2 separate regions of the Mus musculus genome follow, and region 1 is linked to region 2. A link is a contact called in public Hi-C data. All regions are on one chromosome and are shown on one strand. The core of a region is the stretch at or near the end of the contact, and the rest is flanking DNA. Distances in the headings are between cores, read along the strand shown.

Evidence for each region. Hi-C and Micro-C count contacts between places; a contact is called where the count stands out from the background.
Region 1: a contact with region 2 is called in a Hi-C map of liver, with 6 times the contacts expected there. A contact is called at or near these places in 5 of 484 Hi-C or Micro-C datasets (liver and uterus) and 1 of 130 datasets of targeted methods (extraembryonic endoderm stem cells).

The regions. Positions count from the first base shown.
Region 1 is chr19:18,566,808-18,570,496 of GRCm38.p6, forward strand. No RefSeq gene overlaps it. Among named protein-coding and RNA genes, the nearest start is that of Ostf1, 63 kb to the right of the region's middle.
Region 2 is chr19:17,553,897-17,557,566 of GRCm38.p6, forward strand. All of the region lies in intron 20 of Pcsk5 (proprotein convertase subtilisin/kexin type 5), which reads right to left. Gm41813 (a long non-coding RNA gene) reads left to right here. Exons shown (of 3, transcript XR_877744.2): 3 at 947-994. Among named protein-coding and RNA genes, the nearest start is that of Gm41812, 19 kb to the right of the region's middle.

The sequences.
Region 1 (3,689 bases), core at 639-3,138, 1.0 Mb after region 2:
GACCTAAGGTTAGCTGGTTGGGCTCTTGCCCCAAAGTCAGCCCTCTCTTAATTTGTTTATCTCCTTGAACATAGGATTCAGCTTCATTTCACTTCCTGGTGCCCCTTTATTACCATACATTTTATATTTTCCTTTCTCAGTGTGCTCCTTTTCATTAAAACACTCTTCATAAAAGTGAACCTTAATAACCACACAACAGAATTTGTACCAGGCTGTTTTGGGACTTCCTTTATCAGTGCAATTAATCTAAATCATTTCTCCTTAGCCTCAGGCAGACTATTCTAACAATGACAAAAATCAGCCATGTTCTTCAGCAAAATATCACAGAAACAGTCTCTAGGCCACATACCTAGGCAGTATCCAGGCAGATGTGGGACTGGAAAAGCTGAGAGTTCTATGTTTTCATTCAAAGGCAGCCAGGACTGGCTTCCAGGCTGCTAGGAAGATTCACCTGTTGTGTTGCTCCCACCCTCTATCTGGCAAAGGCTTAACCAATGTTTAGTCTACACTCACCTGAATAGCCATAATTACAGAGAACCTCAAGGGCTAAAATAGAGTCATCTGATACTTGCTAACTCAAGTCAGTATACTCATCTGAAAAAGTCTCAGTTATCCACAAACCTTGGTAAGGGCAGAACCGTGCCTTCCCTGTAACCCAGTCATATTTTAAAATCCCAACTATCAATACATATTTGGAAACAGAACCTTGAAAAAAATGATTAATTTAAGTAGAAGCCATTGTGGTGAGGCCAAGTACAGTTTACTGCTTTCCTCAAAAGAAAGAGAAAGGTGGTTAAGGGGCCGTGGGTAAGAGAAAGAGGGAAGTGGGTAAGAACCCGTGTCCCATCAGAGTTCTGGTGCTCTCGGCGGTGGACGCAGGGGTGGCACTCCACCCAGGGAGGAAGACAGGAGAGGGCAGGGGGAGAGGGGGGGCGCTGGATGGTTCCCACTCAGGCGAGAGTCCTTAGTCCAGTCCATGGCTGCAGCGTAGGAAGGCCTTCTGGCGGGCACTTATACGCAGCTCGTTAGGAGAAAGCCTATCCCATTGTTCAAGCATGGTGGGCCTTCATGATCAGAGCTAGTCTATGGTTTTAGAGCTTTTTTGTAGAAAGGCAGGGGAAAAGAGAGAAGGTAGAAAGAGAGAGAGAGACCGGGCATGGCCACATGGAGAGAGGGGAGAAGGGAAAGAGAAAGAGAGCTAGAGAATAAGAAAGGTGAAAGCTTAAAGAGAGAGAGAGGTGGGGCCAAGCAGTCTCTCTTATAGTAGGCTGGGCTATCTTCCTGTTGTTAGGTAACTGTGGGGAGGAGTCTAGCCAGAATGCCACAAGCTTGGGACATTGTCTACGTGACAGATAACCACGCGCCTCTCCTGTGGGGGCTGTGGGGACAGTAACTTTGACAGGAGCCAGGGGTCCAGGAGACTTGATTGAATGCCTTCTGTCCCATGTAGGTGGAAATTACCACCCACCAATCCCACCGGGGGTTCAAGACCTATGCTCAACTGGAGACCAGGCTCTCTGTGCATAGCCCATTGCCCCACAGGTGGTCATGCAGAAGAATAACTGGAGTACACATTCACAGAGAAGAGACATGTGCTAGCATACTGGGACCGCAGCCACTGCCAGTCTGAAGAGCAAACAATGTGGCCTCATTTTCACAGCCTCTGAGCTATGAAAAATCATGCCCCAGAAAACTAGGCAAACCTTCAGTGTAATGTCTCATTGTTATGCCTTGCTTTTTCCCACCATTAAATTCCACCCACCAAATAGAAGGCAGCTGTGACCAAAAAACGGGGCTGGTGTATTGGCTTCCTGGAGCATGGGACTCACACTCATGAGAACGATGACATGTCTCAACTAAGGTCACTAGGGGAGGGTGCTAAGGGGCATGGAGGTTTGCCAAAGTGTGGATTTCGGGCAAAAGGAAAGGGGCAAGGTCTATGTAGAGACATCAGAATTGTATGAGAAGGAGGAAAGCCGGACAGTCGAGAATCGTATCTCTAAGTGGTAAGAGTCCTTTGCAATTACTAGAAAGCATTTGAGCATTTGTCTTGAACTAAAGGTAAATAAGCTGGTGCTAAAAGCTTATGCTGCAAATGCAGATCCTTTGGGCTTAGGCAGTCTTGACAGCCAGGATGGCTTCTGGGGGCAGTTGTGCAACTTGTGGCTTCTGTTTCATTTCTTACCTCTTAAAACGTCTCTGTGCGTTACTCAAGTGATCTGAGTGGCTATCAGAGACCAGTAACCATTCCATTAATACAGGGAAAGGGGGGACAGCTTACACGCTGGGTATCTCCAAAATGTCTCAGTGGTTTATAAAACTCTGTGATCTGAAGATTAAAAACAGGCAATCTGACTTCTGAAAGACTCATGACCTTTGGCAAGTTTGTATTTTTGTGTAAACTGAAACTCAAATAGTACAATTGATTTGCAGCTTAGCTCAAAAGTTTGATGTGAGCTACAATCAAAGCTTGACTCAGTTCCCATCACCCTGGCTAGCTAGTCATTTGGGCAAATTAACACCTTTGGGTCAAGTTCATTACCATCAAAATGACATAATAGCACATCACTCCTAGGGTTATTGTGAGAATTAAGTAGCATGGGAAATGTAGTTATGTGACACACATAACAGATATCAAATAACCATAAGAGTTGGTGGCTTAAATATGGCAATTTTATTTCACTCACGGTTTTGCAGATCAAGATTACAGTAAAAGATTGCCTGAGTATTCACACCACTTCAAGTATCAGCTAAGGTGATTTCTCAAGGGTTGAAGGATCTGAATCCAAGATGGCTCCCTTCTGGACTTAGGACATGCTTGTCCTAGCTGTCAGAGGGAGATGACCAACAGCTTTCAGCTACAGGCTGGTGTCCTCCCCAGGGGGCTACTCTGGTTCCCTGCCTACTAGGTTCCAAGAGACCTGAGCAGAAGCTGGCTGACTTCATATAACATAGCCCTAGTTCCCAGAGGCCCACATCATTGCTGTCTACCAGTGAAGCATGTCCCGAAAGTCATCAGAGACTCAAGAGAGTAAGAATTAATCTCTACTTTTCCCAAGTGAAATGGTAATTTGGGCCTGTCTAAAATCCAGCCCCACTTCTGAAGTGTTTACTACACTAGCCACCATTCTCTGAACTATTGCGACCACTGGCTCTTACCAGAAAGAAGACAGAAGAACACCAGGCAGTTTTGTGTCTTAAATTGGCATCAGAGAATCAAAGAAAATAAGAGGTAGAGATTGGAAAGGACCATAGTTTAACTGTTCTCTAGACACAACAGAACAACTGTACTCATGAACTCAGGTCAGCTCTAGTTGCTTGCCCAAGATCAACTAAGTCACTATTCTAGCATAGCAGAAAGAGTTCACAGGTCTCTACTCCTCACCTGACAATCTACCCACAGTCCTTGGCTTCTGGAGAAAAGTTGGTTTTCTTTCAGGGTGTGGCCCCTACTAGGTCACCCATATTAAAATGGATTGTCCCACACCCAGGAGTTTATATGTGCAGCACAAATTGGATTATAGTTGTTTTGACAAGAGGACACAAAGTTGGGGAGAGGTGGAAGAAGGTGGTTATGGGAGGAATTGGGAGGAAGAGCAAAACTAAAATTAATAAATAAAAAAAATGGTAGCCTGAAAGAAACAGTGTTGTTGCTGTGATATATCATACCCTGTGATTTTCGGGGCTTT
Region 2 (3,670 bases), core at 260-2,759:
CTTTGGCAGCCTTGTACAAGGACAAGGGGCATCAATACTTCTTTGGCAAAGTGAGCTTGTTTCTCTGAACTCTCAACATGTTTTATGCCCCTTTAAATACTGTCACATTATAGCTAAGTCTTTTGTATGTATTAGCCCATTAGAAGGTCAGTCTGGAGAAGGTAGGAACCCCAGAGGCTAGTGTATGGCAAAGCAAGTTTGTATTTATTTGGGTTTATAAGTAAAAAACAAAAACAAACAAACAAACAAACAAACAAAAAAACCAAAAAGGCAAGTTCAAAGGGTCAGTGAACTTTGCATCCTTTTTTGGGAAAGGATTTCTGCTCACATTACAATGTGTGTCGTTTGAAGTTAATGTGCTTTGGCACTCTTAAAAAAGAAAGCAGTATGAGGGACACGTGTGAAGTGGTGGCTTGAGTCCTGGCCACACCTTCTACTAGCAGTAATTCTTGTGTCAGAAATTTCATGTCTGTGCCCAATTAAATAAAACCATGTTAATCTTAAAACATTACATACTTAAAGTATGTAGGGGGTGGGTCCGATGCTAAGGTTCTGTTCCCCAATTGGTTCTTGATCTACCCCTAAAGATGCCAGGGGCCAATTGTGGGGTGGAAGGAAAGAGACAGGACTTCAGGGTCCCTGGAAAGGAGGGGAGGAGATGAAGAGGAGGAAGGAAAAATTTCACCATGCTTTAGAGGGACAAAAGGTAACCAACCATATAAGATCTTGGGCAAGTGGCCATAGGCCACTTTTCCAGGTGGGAGGTTAGGGTGTTGAACTGGGACTAAAGGTAACTGAGTAATTAAAGTTGAGAGTAGATTTAGAGTGCTGAGCTAAGGTATTAGGAAGGGTACATTAGCTGCGGAAAATTAGTAGTGCCCAGCAATTGAGCCAAGAATGTAGGTTGAAATTGAGCAATGTATGTGTCTGTGTTTTACATCCACAGATCTGAGGGGGGCTGGTAGCACAGCCTGTTCCTGGAGCAAAAGCTATACGCTACAAAGGTATATAAGAATATTGACAAAAGTTCAAGGATCTTACAATATGGACCTCAGAAAGTATGTCTGGAATTTTCTAGAAATATCTTCTGTTGCTCAGAAAACAAAACAATAGCTATGTCCAAACAATGGCCACCTGGAAGAAAGCCTGTTAAGCAAATCCCTCAATAATAACCTAACTAAGGCCAGGCGTGGGGTTCATGCCTACTAACCCAGCACATGGGAAGCAACGGCTGGAAGAATGTTGAGTTTAAGGCCAGTTTAAGCCATAGTGTGAAAGTCTGTCTCAGAAATGAAACCAACCAACCCAAGGGAAACCCAGCCAAATCACCCTCTGAAGAGCCTCCTGGCGGTAGAGGACAGGATCCTGTGCCACCACTCACGCTCTGGCCTGCTACGTAACTGCCTCTTTGCTGCCAAAGAACTGAATCTGGCTGGATCATCACCGCTAGTGATGACGAGAAGACACGGTTATGTGGATTAGAGTCTGCTGCTTGGTGCCAAGGAGCTCCAATGAGCCACAGTGAAATTCAGTTCATCTTGGCTGTGCCCAGCTGAATATGTCAAAGGCTCTAAAGTGCTCTGTGGAGAACTTTGGACTTTACGGTCTGGCAACAAGAGCATCTGGAAATGGATGTTAACCAGAGAAGAGAAGCAGGGTTGTACTTTCTGTGTCATGTACATATTCTGAGTTTAGAGCTGAGAGCCCAGCTTAGGGTAGGCAAGGTCAAGCTACAGCTGGCCTTGGTTTCCCCCTGCCATTTTGTATTAGAGAATGGAAGGAGATAGGATCCAACTTGCCAGGACAGTTTAAGATTGCCTTGTGTGGTGGACTGAATGTGCTTGGCACAGCGTGTGGCCTTGTTAGAATAGGTGTGACCTTGTTGGACAAAGGACATCATTGTCTGTTTGTAGGGGGTGCTTTAAGACCCTCCTTCTAGCTGCTTGGAAGCCAATCTTCTTCCAGCTGCCTCCAGATGAAGACTTAGAACTCACAGCTTCTCCGGAACCATGCCTGCCTGGATGCTGCCATGCTCCTGCCTTGATGATAATGGACTGAGTCTCTGAACCCGTAAACCAGCTCCAATTAAATGTTGTCCAAGAGTTGCCTTGGTCATGGTGTCTGTTCACAGCAGTACAATTCTAACTAAGACACCTTTTGGCTCGCACAGTGCTTTCTGCTGGAATTCTGTGTGAGGCTGGATGATGATGCAAACACAGTGAAAAACATGTCTTTCCATGTCAGCATCTCAGGAGTCATTCTACTAGGGTATATGGGTGGGAAGGGTGCGCAGGGGTTGTGTATTTCCATACTCAAGTATGCTGACAGTGTTGATCAGCCAATAAAGAAATTTCAATTTAGTAGTCACAGAGCCAATCAGCTCCCTTCATTACCAAGTTCATGGCTTGCAACTTCTTGATAAGCCTGAGAAGGCCACTGCTGAGGCAAGGGCTTCTCCTGGGGTGCCACTTGAGAACTTTGCAAATTTGACTAGGAAGAGATGAAGGCCTAGCACCAAATGTAAAGTTGTAGTCATTTCTTGACTACACCATTGTAAGTTGAACTACTGCCCTTTGTAGCAATGAACTAATTAGATTAAAACCATGAAAGTACCTCCCTGACCTGAACCTCGAATGTGTGGCAAACTTACATGGGAAGAGGGTCTAGGACTTAGACAGACTCCTTCATAGGCAAACAGATAGGGAGAGGGACCATGATAGGTAGCACAGATAGTTAACTTCCACAATGACTGGCTTCTTCGCCATCCTCTGAACCTCAAACAAGAGTCTTGCAGCTAAAACAAAGGTCTTAGGGGCTTTTTCTTTTTTTTAGGTAGGGCCCCTGTGATGAATTGGCTCAACAGTTCAAGGTTAGATGAAAACAAGTTGGTCAGTCTGCCATCTTGCCTTTCTTCAAATTGATCAGCCCTAAATTAGAGAAGACCCGCCAAGGACTTTAACAGTTCCAGCCCCCAGGGCAAAGCTGATGTCTTCAGCTTTTCACATCTGCTCTCTGCTTTGCAGGTGGTCCTTTTTCTCTGTGCTTGCTATATGCGTGTTTCCTCACCCTCAATAAAAGCCACTCCTAAATTACTGATTCTATATCCTCCTGTTTACTGTGGTTGAAATTTATCAAGCTGTTACCTATCCTGCTCAACACTTTCCCTGCCTTTTGATTCTTTAACTGGCAGAGAAAACAAATCCTATCAGGATCCCTGAACCTGACCAAGACCCCTAGACAGTCATAGACCAATTGTATTTCTATCTGCTCCAGGAACTCACCCCTGACCAGTTCAGCCTAAACTTAACTAAATGAACACCTACAAGACTTGTAACTCATGGCCCTCTGTCAGTTTCTGAACCTCATTATTGTGATTATCAGTTTGCTGCCTCAGTTGGTTTGGAGTTAGATGCTCCAACTTCCTGATGGGTAAACAGTATAACACACATATCCTTGCTCTGGAGTCCTTCTTAGACTCAGTAGAGGTTATACGTACATTAGGATATATGTGTTACATTCTTATGGTGTGTGCTGCACTCTGGTCACTAAAATTAATTCCCTTTGTCTTTATATCAGTACTGTATGATAGCAGAAGTTTTCTCTTAAATCTTCTGTATTCTCTGATGGTTTAATCTGGCTGGAACTCACCTGGCTGCTTTGGCTGATTTCT